2 separate regions of the Mus musculus genome follow, and region 1 is linked to region 2. A link is a contact called in public promoter capture Hi-C data. All regions are on one chromosome and are shown on one strand. The core of a region is the stretch at or near the end of the contact, and the rest is flanking DNA. Distances in the headings are between cores, read along the strand shown.

What was found. Promoter capture Hi-C pulls out the DNA fragments that hold promoters and counts their contacts.
Region 1: a promoter capture Hi-C map of embryonic stem cells shows a contact between it and region 2, with 4 times the contacts expected there. The contact joins the enhancer-like site here to the promoter of Wnt9a in region 2. A contact is called at or near these places in 15 of 39 promoter capture datasets (the 3T3-L1 cell line, 3T3-L1-derived adipocytes, the SN4741 cell line and 8 more), 1 of 15 datasets of contacts at CTCF or cohesin (large pre-B cells), 12 of 484 Hi-C or Micro-C datasets (the HL-1 cell line, cardiomyocytes, cerebellum and 7 more), 2 of 115 datasets of contacts at active chromatin or transcription factors (large pre-B cells and pancreatic cancer cells) and 2 of 9 other capture datasets (embryonic stem cells and macrophages).

Annotation. Positions count from the first base shown.
Region 1 is chr11:59,625,495-59,633,212 of GRCm38.p6, reverse strand. No RefSeq gene overlaps it. Among named protein-coding and RNA genes, the nearest start is that of Gm33998, 14 kb to the left of the region's middle. Within about 2 kb of position 4,867, at least 15 of the 459 cell types and tissues checked have an H3K27ac peak or open chromatin away from gene starts, as enhancers often do.
Region 2 is chr11:59,304,840-59,312,417 of GRCm38.p6, reverse strand. It overlaps Wnt9a (wingless-type MMTV integration site family, member 9A), which reads right to left and starts at 5,488. Exons shown (of 4, transcript NM_139298.2): 1 at 5,351-5,488. The coding sequence starts at 5,445.

The DNA of each region.
Region 1 (7,718 bases), core at 3,618-6,117, 320 kb before region 2:
TGAACAGCACCACCAACTGGAGACTAGGTGTTCAAAGGCTGAGACGATGGGGGAATTTCTCTTTCAAATCACCACACAGTGTCCAGGGCAGACTTGCCAGGGTCCAATACCCCTGACTTTGGAGGGTCTCATGAGAACAATAGAGACCCACTATCCACACCTCAGAGTCACTGAAAAACTATGCAGTCATGCCACCTTCCAATCAGTGGCGATGAGGCAAAGACAGAGTAGAGGAGGCTGCAATACCCAAGTCTGGGCTGACTAAGAGGGATTATTCATCATAATGACCTGGTAATCAGGGGACCCAGGTTATCTATCAGGTGGAGTACCCACTTAGAGGAAGAAAATCACATCATTCAGACCCAACTCCTAAAATCCTTAATGTGGTGAAATACAGACATCATGTTTTCTTTCACTACTGAAACCAGTTCTGGGAATTTTAGCCAGGACAAAGCAGGCAGGAAATGGGAAGACAAAAAGGAAGAAGCAAAGAACCATTGGCTGGAAAGGATGGATCTGGACATGAGACTGAGGTAGCAGAAGTAATATGCAAAGTTATTATCCCTCCCTTTGCCTCCATTGTTAAATCACTCAGCACAAAACACAAATTTCTTCCTCCTCCTCCTCTTCTTTGTTCGCATCCTCTCCCTCCTCTTCTCCCTCCTCCCCATCTTCTTCATCTTCTTCCTCCTCTTCTTTTTTTTTTTTCATTTTGTTTTTTCGAGACAGGGTTTCTCTGTGTAGCTCTGGCTGTCCTGGAGCTCACTATGTAGACCTGGCTGGCCCTGAACTCAGAGATCCTCCTGCCTCTGCCTCCCTAGTGCTGGGACTTGGTTTGTGCCACCACTGCCTGATTCAAAATTTCTTGACTATGTAAAGTATTTCTATAGGTCGATAAAGCAAGAGGGTAAAGAAAAAATGAGAATACAAAACAGGCAATTCCCAGAACAAGAAACACAAATGGCTCTTGGATGAAGGAGAAGCACTTAGTCATGTATCATTGGAGAAGTGTAAATCCAAACCAAGAACTATCTGATTGGCAATGACCCAGAATGGTGATAACACTGTTGGCGTGGGCATGTGAGTTGGTATAGACATAATTTTTTTTAACGCACATGCCTTCTCATCTAGAAAGCATTTATCCCACATAGACACTTTGTGTATTGCCTGTGACAAGCTAGCATGTGAATATTTATCAAAGAATGTTTTTTCTTTCAAGACCGGGAACAAAACCCCACCAAATAGAGGCAGGTAATATACATGATAATGTATCCAGGGATGAATGCTGCATAAAAGCCAGATAGAAAGATGCCGATTTATAAGCTGAGGCCTGAAATTGCCTAGATACACTATGAAGTGGAAAGGACAGAAGATTAACTACACGTGTGTGTTGCTTGAAGCCTCAGTGTCTTGTCTCTTTGTTGGGACCATTCCTGTCTGTCTTGTGGCTACTCTCCTTGCATGCTGATGGCCTAAATAATACACGTTTGTTTCCACTCTGCACACCAGTGACTCTTTCCAGGACAGTCACAGTCCTCCTAAGACCTTGTCAATTTTACCTACAAGGCTGAGAAGTGCCACCATCTTCCAGAGAGACCAGGAGGAGAGAGAATGGAAACTGTAGCTCAGGCTAGGATCCTGCCATGGGACCTGCCTTGTGGGGCTGCCCCAGAGAGCAATTGAGCCTATGTTCTGCAGAACTTTGCTTTGTGTGGCCCCTCTCGCATTGGCTATCTGTTCTTTTGCCCATTCCCTTGGGCACACATCCTTAATGAGTTGTTGCCATTCAAACCTCTTATAATTTCAAGAGAGACCCAACATCTGCTTTCCTCAGCATGGAGCCCAACAAATTCATTGGCCCAATTGGTGTCATGGAAAAAAGCAAGAGCCCCTCTCTAAACACAACCGCAGAGAAGAAGAGGAAAGGAAATGGGCTGTGTCTCTTCTCATCTCTGTTGCTCACAATCTGCAAGCAGGCTGTGAGTGCGGACACGAGGTAGCACAGGTATCACATATGTGAGGGAACAGAGGCTCTGTGGGCGTCACTTAGAAGTGGCGAGTGATTTCATCACCAGAGAGAGACCAGCTCAGTGTCAAACCCATAATCACAGAAGAGGAAAGCTCCGTGAATGGAGAAAATGCCACCTTCAGGGCAGGCCAGGGTCACTTACTTTTCTAGAAGATTTCCATTTGCTGTCATCTCTTTGTACTCCACATCTACTTCCAGATGAATCCTGGGACGAGATGGGAAGGGACCTGTTTCTGGCTTTGCGTCTATGTCACCTCAGTGTTCTTTCCCACTTACTCTGTGTGATGGATTGTCAACTTAACTACATCTGGATTGACTAAAACCTCCAAATGGAGGGGCACGCCTTTGAGGAATTTTTGCTTAATTTGAAGTCGGAAGACCACTTCTAATCTGGGCCACATCTTCTGCTGGAAGCCATATAAGGTTGTGGAAGAGGGAAGCTTTTGTTCTTGCCCTGCTTGCTCTCACCCTCACTAGCAAGTCCATTCCTTCACTGGCATTAGAGCCTACTTCTTTAGGATCCCAGCATATACTGACGACCAGCTGGAATACCCAACTTCATGGACTGAATAATTACTGGATTCTTGGACCTCCCATTCATAGGAAGCTATTGCTGGATTCATTCTCTCTCTCTCTCTCTCCATATATATATATATATATATTCTATAAGTTCTGTTACTCTAGAGGACCCAGACCCTGGCTAAGACACATTGACAGGTATGACCCCATTCCTGGCCCCGCATTTGTGTCTTGGTGTCTAGCTGACCAGGAAATTAACAGGAAAGGAAGAAAGATTCTGTGAAGGAAGCCAGTCCCACCTGGGATCACTGGAAACAACCAATCTGGGTCCAAGGAAAAGCCTGCAAACCAATAAAGTGTGGCCTTGTCAGCATACCATACCCCAGCTCTAGGATACTGCCACAATGCATGGAACCCCATACGAGGTGACAGAAGGAACACAGGATGGGGAGGGGCTGAGGTCTCAAGCTAGATGGGTGGTTGTCAACCTCACACATAGTAGAACTGTTGTCTGTGACGATGAAAACCATGGCTAGAGGCCTTGTAGTTTCCCTGAGAATCAAGCCCCAACAGCTGTGTTCGGCCTGCTTCTGAATTCATTCAGAAAGCTAGGAAAGGGGCCAAGTCCATAGTTCCTTTTTAACCCTCCTTTCCCATCTGGCCTTGCTAACCAACCAGCCAGAGGAGTCCACTGCTCACAGAAAGCTCTGTACAAAAGACCGTCCCTGGAGAGGACTGCTCAATGCATTTTGCTCTTGGAACATCAGTAGAATCCGAGACCCCTATAAAGACAGTGAGGGAAAGCAGAGCCCACTCAGAGCAAACAGGGTGGAGAGAGATACAAGAAACAGAAAGAAGCAGTTGTATTTTATTGGAGACCCTGAGGGGATGTCAGCTCTCAAGGGGAGGAGCCTGAACTTGAACTATTCCATCTCCTCCATGCCTGGCCAACAGTGTGCACCCTAGGAGGAGTCAGTCTCCAGCATCCTTGTGGTGATCTCCAGGGGACAAGGCATCTGCATCCACCTGAGCTGTTTGAAATCAGACTGCCCTGGTACTCGATACAGGCTTCACTGCCACTCCTGGGATACATATTAGTCCCAAAACATGGGAGTCACTCAGGACTTGACTGCACTTCTTAATGACTACAAATAGGGCTCACTGGTACACATGTAAAAATCAATGTAAGGTGTGTCTGTCCTCAACTCCTGTGGAATCTTCTGTATTCATGTCTATGGAAACTAGTTTTTCTCCTTGAACACAAAGTACAAGGTGATGGTTTGACGCACACGATGCAGAGTGTGCCAAGAGTGTTTGGTGCTCTGTCTCCTTGGGCATATACCGTTTCCTTGTGACGAGAGCCCATGAACTTCCCACTTAAGAAAGAGATTTCTTTTTCATGCATCTCTTACTTACTTTGTGTGTGCACCTGAGTAGTAGCTATGTGTGTAGATGCCTGCAGTAGACAGAAGGAATGTGGTCTCCTGAAGTTATAGGTAGTTTTGTTATGAACTATGCCCCCGTGCAATGTGCATGCTGAGAACTAACCCCAGGTCCTCTGCCAGAGCAAGTGTTCTTAAGTGAGCCACCTCTCCAGCCCCACTCTCTTCAAGTCTTTAAAAACACATAATCACTTGTGAATAGATTCTTGGCTAGGGGTGAGAGTTTGTGTCTGCCCCCCCTTCCCTGTGCTGGAATTTGAGCCCTTGCAGGGTTTGTGCATGCTGCCACAGTATGTGGAAGTTCATATGGGCATCAATCCTGCTGTGTCTGGAGGACACCATTTCCTTGGAGCTGTCCATCACCCCTGGCTCTTACCATCTTTCTGCCCCCTCTTCCACATAGATCTGTAAACCTTGCATAGAGAGTCTTGAAGGGGAAAAATCAATTTTGTTCAATGCAGGGTCACTAGCTACTATATCAAAGCGTACTCCAGGGTAGGTCCCATGCCCAGGAGTAGTTTACTAACCAAAACAGACTCGATGTTGGGTTTTTTTTTTCATTGTTTGCTTTTTGGTTTGCTTTGGTTATTTTGCCTTTTGATGTTGTTGTTTTGGTTTGACCTTTGGGAAGGTGTTTTTGTTTTTGGTCTGATAGATAAAAAGAACATGAAGTTAGGTGGGTAGGCAAGTGGGGAGAATCTGAAAGGAGTTGGGGCGGGGGAATAATATGATCAAAATATATTACATGTAACTTGTTTTTAAATAAGAAAAGAACAAAAGCATAATAAATAGGAAACCACAATTACCACACTACACCAGGTGCTGGGACTTGCTCTTTCCTGAGCAACTGTGCCGAGACCTCTGACCTGTGCAACTGCTACCCAGCCTCTTCCCCCTCTGCCCCTTATCTTTTGATTCTGACAAATTTCAGAATAGGCTAGGACCATCGACATGTATTTCTCCAAGAACTTCAGCATACAGATTATTAATTCGAGGGAAATGATATGTTTAAAATCGTTAATGATGCAGAAGTTCAGATACACAGATCAAAGAGACTGCGATAATGAATACTTACGCACCATCCACTGTCTGCTGTCAGGATGGCCAAGGTTCCCCAGTCTTGCTTCTTATACCAAAAACAAACAAACAAAAAAATCACTTCATCCTAAAAAATCGTTTTAATTTAAGCCGTCAGAGTTGCATGTTCATGCAACCATAGCAATATCGGGTACAGTAGGTCACTATATTGGTGCTAAACCGCACTCGACACTGAAGAACCATTTCAAAGGAAGCACGGTTGAAACAGGTGTTGTAGTGTCTGTGAGGCCCTTTATTTACATGCAAACCCAAATGCATCGGATGAGAACAGCCGTATACACACGGACTCTTACAGAAACAATAGAAATGTGATATTAAAAGAGGGCCCATGGGTATGGGGCATCTGCCCTTGTGAAAATTCTATAAAGGATAAAAGGATGTACTGCTTCATCGATGCACATGGATGCACGTGGATGGGCCAGCACAGCAGCTCACACCTTCCTTGGATGGAAACACCACACAGTTGCATGTTTGCCAAAAATTGATGTCCTACTATGCAGTGTAACCAGATTTACATTTGTAACAGAGCAGATGGAGGTTCTTGTATAGCTCTGAAGATTTCTAAATTAGAAATATATATCACATATGTTTTTAGAAGTACAGCAGTGCCCTGAGGTGGACACATACCGGGAGGTAATAAACCTATGGTGGCAAGGATGGTTGTATTGGTCTGCACCAAACACAGATGTGTGTAACAGAAGTGATAAAAATATTATTAGAAATCAGGGCATATGAACATATTGTTCTAACAGTGCACCCTGATATTGACGAACAAGCTCAGAGGTAGAGCGATTCTAACTGATATTCTAGAATCCATGAGACCAAGTGTTCACAAGCTCATTCAAGCACATTGTAGACAAATACACTGCTACAGAAACACACACAAATGTAAACGTCTAGCAGGACTCAGGGGTGCTGGACATCCACACTCCTGGAATTATGACACGGGAGATCCGAGGTTGTACCACCACATCACTGCGTGTGAATGTGCTAGCAGAGCAGCTCGTTATCCATTTGTACAAAAAATTACACATTTGGATGTTTGCAAAAACCAATGTCCCAAAGCTGCAGCATAAACAGATGTGCTTACAGCAAAGCAAACAGGGGTGTTTTACAGCTCTAAACATGCCTGAAGAAGAACAGCAGGACATACATTATTAGGACCGCAGCAGAGCATCCTGATGAACCTGTAAACAGGAAAAAAAGTTAAAGGTGAGAATGGCTGTACTAGTCACACAGCATGCATGGAGACAGAGATGACAAAGGGTTTATTAGAAAGTGGTGCACATAGTTTTTTACAGCGGTGCATCTGGACATTGAAGAAGTCATTCAGAGGTAGAACAATCCAAGCTGCTATGCTATGATCCATGAGACCAAGTGTTTACAACCACATTTGAGCACATTGGAGAGCAGCTATACATCAATATACTGTCACAGTGAAATTATCCAGGCGAGATAATTATTGACAACCATGCCGATTAAACTAATTAAAAGTTTGGAGTTCTTTTTATTAATGGCGAGATCAAGAGTGACCTGTGCCGCTGTGAAGTCTCTTGGTGCCCCAGTCAGGTGTATGGCATTTAAAAAGAAAGGCACAGTTACATCAGTGTCTGACGTGGAAGTTACACTAGTAAGGGATTTGGAGTGGCCTAGAAACATCTTTCTTTACAATGCTCAGCTGTATATTCCAGACACTACATAATATGTTTGGACCATGGTCAAGTTCATAGACTGTTCCAAAAAGCGTTGCCAAGGCTGTTGGAGGATGGACGGCGAAGCATCTAGACAGACACAAAATAAAGTTGGCACGTGATGGGTTTCCGTAGTCATTTTATCCCTTACACCCCCTCCCTTTCTGTTACTTTCAAGTCTTAGACCTTGGCTAAGGGATAAATACTGGGTCCTGAGGATCATTAGTTTAACCAAGGCAATTTGTCTGATGAACTTTAAAAGTCATTTGACTATGCAAGGCAAGTCTTATAAAAAGGAAGTGGAAGGGGCCATTCAGGCCAACGAGGAAGGTTGTAAGCCATGGATTTTAATAAAATATTTTATGATACCAGGAATTATGTTGTCTTGTTTGTTTGTTTATTTGAGACAGGGTCTCACTTGCCTCTGTTTGTCCTGGAACTAACTCTGTAGACCAGGCTAGCTTGAACTCACGGAGATCTGCCTGCCTCTGTCTCTTGAGTGCTGGGACTAAAGGCATGAACCCAGCTGTACTGTTTCTTATCTAAATGATCTTTCATTTTTCATGAAGTTTATTTTTAATAATAATAAATATATAATGTTTTCTAATCATGTAGGATTTTAGAAGGCAATCTCTCTAATTCTGTCAGAAGGTAACTTTTAGCCTTGATTGCGGGAAGGTTTAAGAGTTTTGTGTCTGGTGGCACACACCTTTAGTTCCACCATTCAGGAGAAGCAGGTGGATCTCTGTGAGTTTGAGGACAGCCTGGTCTACAGAGTGAGTTCCAGGACAGCTAGAGCTACACAGAGAAACCCTGTCTCAAAAAAAAAAAAAGCAAAAACAAAAAACAAAACAAAACAAAACAAAAAGTTTTATGAGATCAGTTTTAAACATATGCTATTTGGCTCCAGTGTACTTTGTCTCTGTCAGGATTTTCCCA
Region 2 (7,578 bases), core at 4,239-6,738:
GTGCCTGGTGCATTAAGGCCACCTAGATGCTGCCTGGCACCTACCAGGTCCTACAGGCACCAGAGCCACAAAGGCAGGAAGCTCAGGGTATGGCAAGGACAGGAGCAAGATTAGGCCAGCTGTCTCCCCGTCCGTCCAGACGGCTGTCGGCTCTGAGCAGGACATCTGCTCACACAGCTGAGGGGGGCCAGGTGGCCCAGGCTGGCCTCACCTTAAATCCCACCACACTCCTGCTGATCACCACTCCCTGTTCCCTTCAGGCAGCATGAGGAACACTGTGCATCCTAGTCTGGGGGGGGGGAGGGTGCGGGGGCTGGGCTTGGCCTGTGTTGGGATCCAAGGCACCCCCCTCCCAATTCTAGGAACTTATAGATGCAGACTCAAGGGTAGCTGGAGCTGAGGGTCTAAGGGATTGCCAATTCAGAGTGAGGGTGGATCTACCCATACCACACCTGCCTGCCTGCTGCACAGCCTACCTGGGAAGCCAAGCCCCTCCAGCTGCAGTTGGCTGCTTCAGGTAAGTTGTTCAGGGAGCTGCAGAGGAATTCAGACCCCATCTCTGTAGGCCCCAGGGAGCTCTCCTCCCCTCACCCACCTCTTGGTTTCCCCTAATCCTCTGCTAAAAGGTCTTATCCACAGAGCCCCTTGGCAGAGGCCACCAAGGCAAGCCTGTCTGTTCCCACTTCTGCTCCGCGAAGCCTCACTACCTGGGTGCCACACTCAGCTGACGTGTGAGCACCCCGGGGTGTTGTGAGCTCAGCAGTCCCCAGTTACAGCTGTGACTCCTAACCTAGACCTGACCTTCCAGTCAAGACTGTCCAGCCTCTGCCCACTTAGCTCATGGCTGGCCCCAGACCCGACTTTTTTGAAACCTCTCCTCCACCCCAACACATACTGTAAGGCTCTGTACAGCTTGGAGAGTCTGTGCTCTCGGACCCAGCCTTCTGCCTGGAACCCTTCCCAGGCTTCTCTGACTCCTCTAGGAGCTACCTGGATGCCCCTTGTCCAAACAGCCATCAGGCCTGGGCCAATGGCCACAGGTATTGCCATCCAGGTTCCAGGATAAGAATGAAGAATGGGGCAGCCTCCTGACCTTTTGACCTGTGGGGAAGCTTCCTCTTCTCATTTTTTGAATACCCACACCTGAACCCCACAGAGCATTCTCATAAATAAAGGATACCGCCACCACTCTTATACCAAGGCTGGGACAGGCACAAGAAAGGCACCTAAGGGTTGCCACCACCTCTATATGTAGGGATAAAAGAGTCCATTTGTGCTCCAGTCAAGAAATAAAACTTCTCTGTCCAGGAGAGGTCCAGAATATGTAAAGAATCCTCACACAACAACAACACAAATAACCCAACTCTGAAAAGAGCAAAAGACCTGAACAGACAGGTCTCCAAAGGAGGCTTGCAAGTGGTCAAAGGAGCCTGAAAAGCCACAGACTTTAATCCCCTTCATCTCAGCTTTCCAGAGACAGAGGCAGGCGGATCTCTGAGTTGAAAGCCAACTTGGTTTACATAGTGAACTCTAGGATAGCCAGGGCTACATGATGAAGAGACCCGGTCTCAAACAAAACAGCAAAACAAAGCAAACACACACACACACACACACACACACACACACACACAAACCAACCAAACAGAGTGTAAGAGACAATCAGTGTCATCAAACCCACAAGGAGACATGTTTCACACCCACTAGGATGGCTAGAAGTAAAAACAACAATGACAAAACCCAGAATGTGCTCTGCAATGACATGGGGAAACTGGACCCCTGTACATTTATAGGAGGGATATAAAATATTGTAACTACTTGGGAAAACCTCTTGGCAGTTCCTCAAGAAGTGTAAAGTAGAATTGTCTGGGGGAACCTAGCAATTCCACGTCTAGATAGGACCCCCCTCCCTGCAGTGAATATCCCAAAACCAAAACACAGATATGTGAAAGAAAAAAAGAGTGCTGACATTCCCAGCAACATTACTAGAAATAACCAAACGGTGGAAACGACCCAAATAGCCATCAGCTGACAAACAGGGTTTTTAAAAAATAAAAAAGGCTGTTGTGTAATCAATTTGATCATACAAAGGAGTGAAACCCTGATTCACGCTACAACACGGATGAGCCTCCAAAAACATGACAAGGAATGAAAGAAGCCAGACACAAAAGGCCACAGAGCGAGCGTATGGTCCCATTTCTGCGAGGAGTCCAGAATAGGAAAATCCATGGAGACAGGAAGATTAGTGGTTGCCAGGGGCTGGAGGGAGGGGAGCTGGGAGAGACTGCTGAGTGGGTATGAGGTTTCTGGGGTGAGGAAAATGTTCTGGAATTAGACAGTGGTGATGGCTGACAGTTTTGTGAATATACCCCCAAACCGCGGAGCTGGGGAGTTTCTCGGGATGGGAGTTATATTCAATAACAAAAAAAGAGGGCTTTGGTAAGCTCTGATACCACTCAGGCCCAGTCTATAGTAGCCCCAAGTGTCTATGGTGCCTTTCAGAAGGGGACACACAGGCATTCCCTGGGAGAAACTGGATGCATATGGCCAAAACCTAGGAATGAAAGAAAGCCAGTCTTAAGGTTTACAATGTGCCTCCCTAGTTTAAAAAACAAAACAAGGTAAAAGCCCGTCAAGCTCCCAAAGGCCCTTGCTGGAGAGTGCTGGAGAGCTAGCTCACAATTCTTGACCCCTTACCTCCACTTAGTCTGGGGCCTCTGCAACCTAGCAGGGAAACAGAGTCACAGGCCTGTTGCTCACAGCAATCCTCTCACCCGCCAATTCCCAGGGAGGGGCAGGGGTCGAGGGAAACCTCCAGAGGTTCTGTGTCTCTGTCCCCCAACCCACACGTGACCTCCGGCTGGCCCCAGGAACACAGGCATGGAGCAGGCAGCAGCTCTGAGAGAAACTAATGGAATTGCCACCTGCTGATCTGCAGAGGGGACTGGGATGAAAAAGCGGAGCCAAGGGAAGAGAGCGGAGCCCCTTCCCCATGGCTGGTGGCCAGCCTAGAGGGGTCCAGCAGCAGGGTGGCCAGAGGCCTCTGGAAGGGAAGGGCAGCCAAAGCTGTAGGGTTGGGTTGCAGCTCTGGGAGGGGGTGGGGAGGGCTCCTGTAGCCACGTGACCCTCCCCGGGGCCAGCCTCTCCTCTCTGGGTTCCTGGGCTGTAACTGGAGCCGTGTTCCTGCCTGGGAGCCTCCGTGCCAGGCAGAGCTTTGGAGAGGGGGAAGGGAGAGGAGAGCCCCAGATTCCAGCTCCTTCTCCCGACTCCCTCTCCAGTTGGGCTGGGAAGGGACACTTGAGCACACCACATTTTCACAGGCGCACCCTCAGGCTCCCACTCCAGCTCCAGCCCTGCCAGGCCTTTCAGGGTTTCCAGACTCATCTCCTCCCTTGGCTGGGGAAGGGGTGGGACCGCTGGACACAGAATAGCCCAGGATACATCTTGTGCCCCTAACATATACATACATACATACATACATACTCCTCAGAAATCAATTCCAGAGAGACCCAGATCAACTAGCCTATCCTCCCAGGCCTCCTCTGACTCTTGGTTCAACAGGTACCCACTCTGCCCATCTTTGGGGTCTTTCCGCCAAGCCCAGACAGTGGATCTAATGGGCAGCTGCAGGAGAGGAGCGCTCAAAGGCATGGTCAGCTTTCCTTAATGGGTCCTCTGCAACAGAGAGCTAAGTAGAGGCTGACCCAAGCCATAGCAATACATCAGTATTGTCTTCGGTATCTGCTTGGGAGCCAGCTGACCTGTACTTAAACCCTGCCACGGAACCGGGAGTTCCAACACCCCTTCAGGCGCCAAGCTAGAGAATTTTCCCAAGATGCAAAGTATCAAGCCAGCTAAGCGAGGGTGAGAGAGAGGGATGGATGGGAGGCATTACAGCCACCAGGATTCTAACCCCATCACCTGTAGGTTCTGAATCCCAGGGCCACAAGGCCAGCAGCAGAGATCCCAGAAGGAGCAAAGTGGCCGCTCACGCAAGCCCAGGGCGTGTCAGATGCCTGACTGGGCCAGAAGAGAGGAAGGCACAGCTGGCTGATGGGCTGCTGTGACTCACCGCGGACCTGTGGCCAGACGGCCATCCTCAGCCCTCCCTCTTGCCCGCGGGTGAGGCTTAGGGCTGCACAGATGGCGTGCAGGGGCGTGCCAGGCCAAGGCCCAGGGGTCGGACCAGGGGAGCCAGGGTGGGGAGACCCTGGGAACCGAGACATGGAACTGACCCTGGAAGACAACCCAGAAGAAATGGACAGACGGAGGAGAAAGGAGGAGAAAGAAAAACACAAAGGGAAAATTTCCCATGAAAATATTTTATTTTCTTTGAGAACAGGATACACCTGCAGGGTTCCTCAGCCCAGCCGCCTCTCCCTGCCCTGGCGGGTGCCAGATTCCTAGACCAACGGGGCCCTCTGCCGGCCACACCGCTGCGAGCGGCCACTGAAGCCAGGGGCGAGGGAACAGGTGACCGGCGAAGGGCGGCGGCCCAAGACGCAGTCCAGATCACCCAGGACCAGGGTTGCGACCCGAGGGGCTAACCCAGGTCTCCCAGAGGGGGAAAGAAGGGTGATAAGCAGGGAGGGCAGAGAAAGCTGGGGCGCTGCCATGCGTGGTGCCACCCAGGACCTTGGAGAACTCAAAGTGCAGTGGGTGTCCCTCTAAAGATCGCTGGGTTCAGGCATCCCAAACCTGGGAAAGCGAGTAGAGAGGGAGGGACGAAAGGAACCAAAGGTGAAGAGACGCGCCCAAGAACGCGGCAAAACTGCTAACGCATAGACAGGCGAGTGCGGGCGGCGACCCCGCGGGACAGCGGCGGCGTTTACCCCCCGGGGTCAGGTCTCCCAGACGTGTTCCCGAGGGCCGAGGTCGGGGCCAGGCTCGGGCGAGCGCCAGAAAAAAGCGCAAGAAAAATAAATTTCTCCAGCTTGGAGGGTTTTTTTTCTCCCCTTTGGGGCTCAGTGCAAGGAACATCTGGATTTTGTACGTGTTTTTTTGTTGTTGTTAAATTAACTTTTCCAGGAGAGAAGGGGGGTAGTGGGCAGGGGCCAGGGAGGCTCCAGCCTTTTGGCAGGAACACCGCGGCCTAAGGCGGCGGCGGCGACTCGGGAGTCACCGTGGACCGCGGCCCCGCGCAAGCCCGTCGGGGACACCGGCCCCTCTACCTCTAGGGCGCACGGCGGGCAACGACCTGCGGACCGAGAGGCGCGCTCGCTGCCAACTAACGACTCCAAGCCACCCGTGTACCCCGCCGAGCACCTGGCGAGTGCTACCCCGGGCTCGATGCCCCCGTCCGGCCCCGCCGCCCTCGCCCGCCCTCGCGCGGCCGCCCGCCGCGGGCACCTACCCGAAGTAGGCGGCCGAAGGGCGCAGCGCGGCGAGCAGCAGCGTCAGCCCGAAGGCCGCGGCCAGCCAGCGCGCCAGAAGGGACCCATCCAGCATCTTGCCGCGCCGCGGCGGCAGACCATCGCGCTCCGGGCTCCGCGCAGGGCGCGCCGCGACCGCCGCCCTCTTATAGCGTCCGCAGCCGCGGCCGCGGGGCGGGGCGCCGGCCAGCTGGGCTCGGCCCGCCCGCGCCCCGGAGGAGGGGTCACGCCGGCGCCGGGGGCGGGCCGAAATCCGAGCTGCGCGCCCGCCGCCGCCGCCGCGGCCGCCGAGCTGCTCGGCTCGCGGGGCGGGCCTGGGGCGCGCTGTGGGGAGGGCTGGGCACGTGGCGCGGTGGGAACCCCGGTCGAGTAACGGAGCCAGAAGGAGCGATGGGGCGGGACTGAGAGACAGAGCAGGGTTAGACCCCGGGGCTAGGTGTCTGCAGCCAGGACACAAGTGCGAGCTCCGGGGTGTCTCCTGACAGTTAGGGACCGGGTGTTGGCCGCCGGGAAAGACATCCAAGAGCCGAGAAACTTGGACGACTGTGCTTGAGGGGATAGTGACTGGGTGGCTTGGGAGCGACGTTAGCCACTGGATTACAGAGCGGGAGCGTGGGGGGACGCGAATCCACTCGCGGGCCAATGTTGCCAAGAGGGAGCCACTGCTGAAAGTTGGGGTGCTGTAGCTGGAGGAATGGAAAGGCGACCTCTCCAAGGGAGACCAAAAAGGCATTTCTGCAGAGCCGGTGCTGTGGCCGACTTGGACCTGAGGATGGGACAATATGGTCCTCAGGGACTTCTGGACTACTAGCTGCAGATATCACTGACACTCAGGGACCTCATACCCCAAACAGGGTGGAAGATGAAGGGGACCGCTGGCCAGGATGGTGACTGGTCTGTGTGAAAGCCCAGAGCTGTGACTCATCTTCGTGGACTGAATTGTCTATAAGTCAAACCTTAACTAACACGCAGAGAAACACAATTGCCCAGGGCACCCAATAGACTGCTTAAGAGTCCCCTGACATTGGGGGAGGGGCGGCTTATTCAGGGACCATTCAAAGTGCTGGAGAATAGGACCGAGTGATTGGATCCTGACACATGCCCACCGCGTGTCAACCTTCCGTGCTGGAGACGCACTTTCTGTGCAAGACAGTGACACACACACACACACACACACCAGAGCCAAGCTAACAAAACCCAGGGACCTCCAACACTAGCGTGCCTCCCTGACCTGGGCTTACAGGGGCAAGCTCCACACCCTGGAAGGCAAACCTCCTTACCAGCCACCGCCTTCTCAACTTAGAGGGGCTGATTCTGGATGGGAGACCTCCAAGTCTGAGGGTTTTGAGCTCCTCTGGGAGGCTGAGTTGTCTAGCCGTGCACAGCAACTGCTCAGCCACCTGTCACGGCTCCAAAGGAAAGCAGAGGAGGAAATGAGTGAAAAAAAAAAAATCACATCAGCCTCCGCACTGGTCAGAGCCAAGCAGGTTACTCCTGTGGGTGTGGACCACCCAAGTGAATATACCCTGTCCTGACTGAAAAGCTTCCATATGTGGTGGGTGTGTGGCTGAGTGAGGGGTCGGGAGAGCCCATCACTTCCTCTCCGAGCCTTGGTTTCCCCATCAGAGGCCCATTTAACTACACGGTCAGGGGGACTCGTATCGCTCCCCATTGCTGGGAACCCACCTACACCCCACATCGCCATCCAATGGTGCTTCTGCATCAAAATGAACCCAGAAGGCAGCTCCAGCCATGGCAGCATGGGGGTGGTGTGTGTGTTGGGGGGGTGGGGAGCAGCATCAGGGAGACTTCCACCTGGAGGCCTGGCTCCCGCTCCTAGGAAGAAGCAGGAGACGGGAGACGCTGAGCGATGACATATTTAAAGGCACGAGATTGCTTCCAAGAAAAATGATGTGTGAGATTGTAAACGAGTGTCGCCAGGCACTGCAGGCGATGCATACTCGGTGAGAGCGGAGCTGGCACCTCGGCCACCCAGCAAGTGCAGAGGAAGGAGGCAGCAGTCTTGGGCAGCCCACGCACAGAGAGGCCTGGAGTCAGCCCTTGTACATCTTTGGAGATGGGGTGCTTGCTAGTGAGGATGACCTACCTTTTAGATGCTGGAGACAGTTCTGCTTTCTTTAGTCTTGGGTAGGTCTGATCACAGCAATGCTCCGGAAGTAAGGGTAGCCTATCTCTGAGTGTCCTGTCA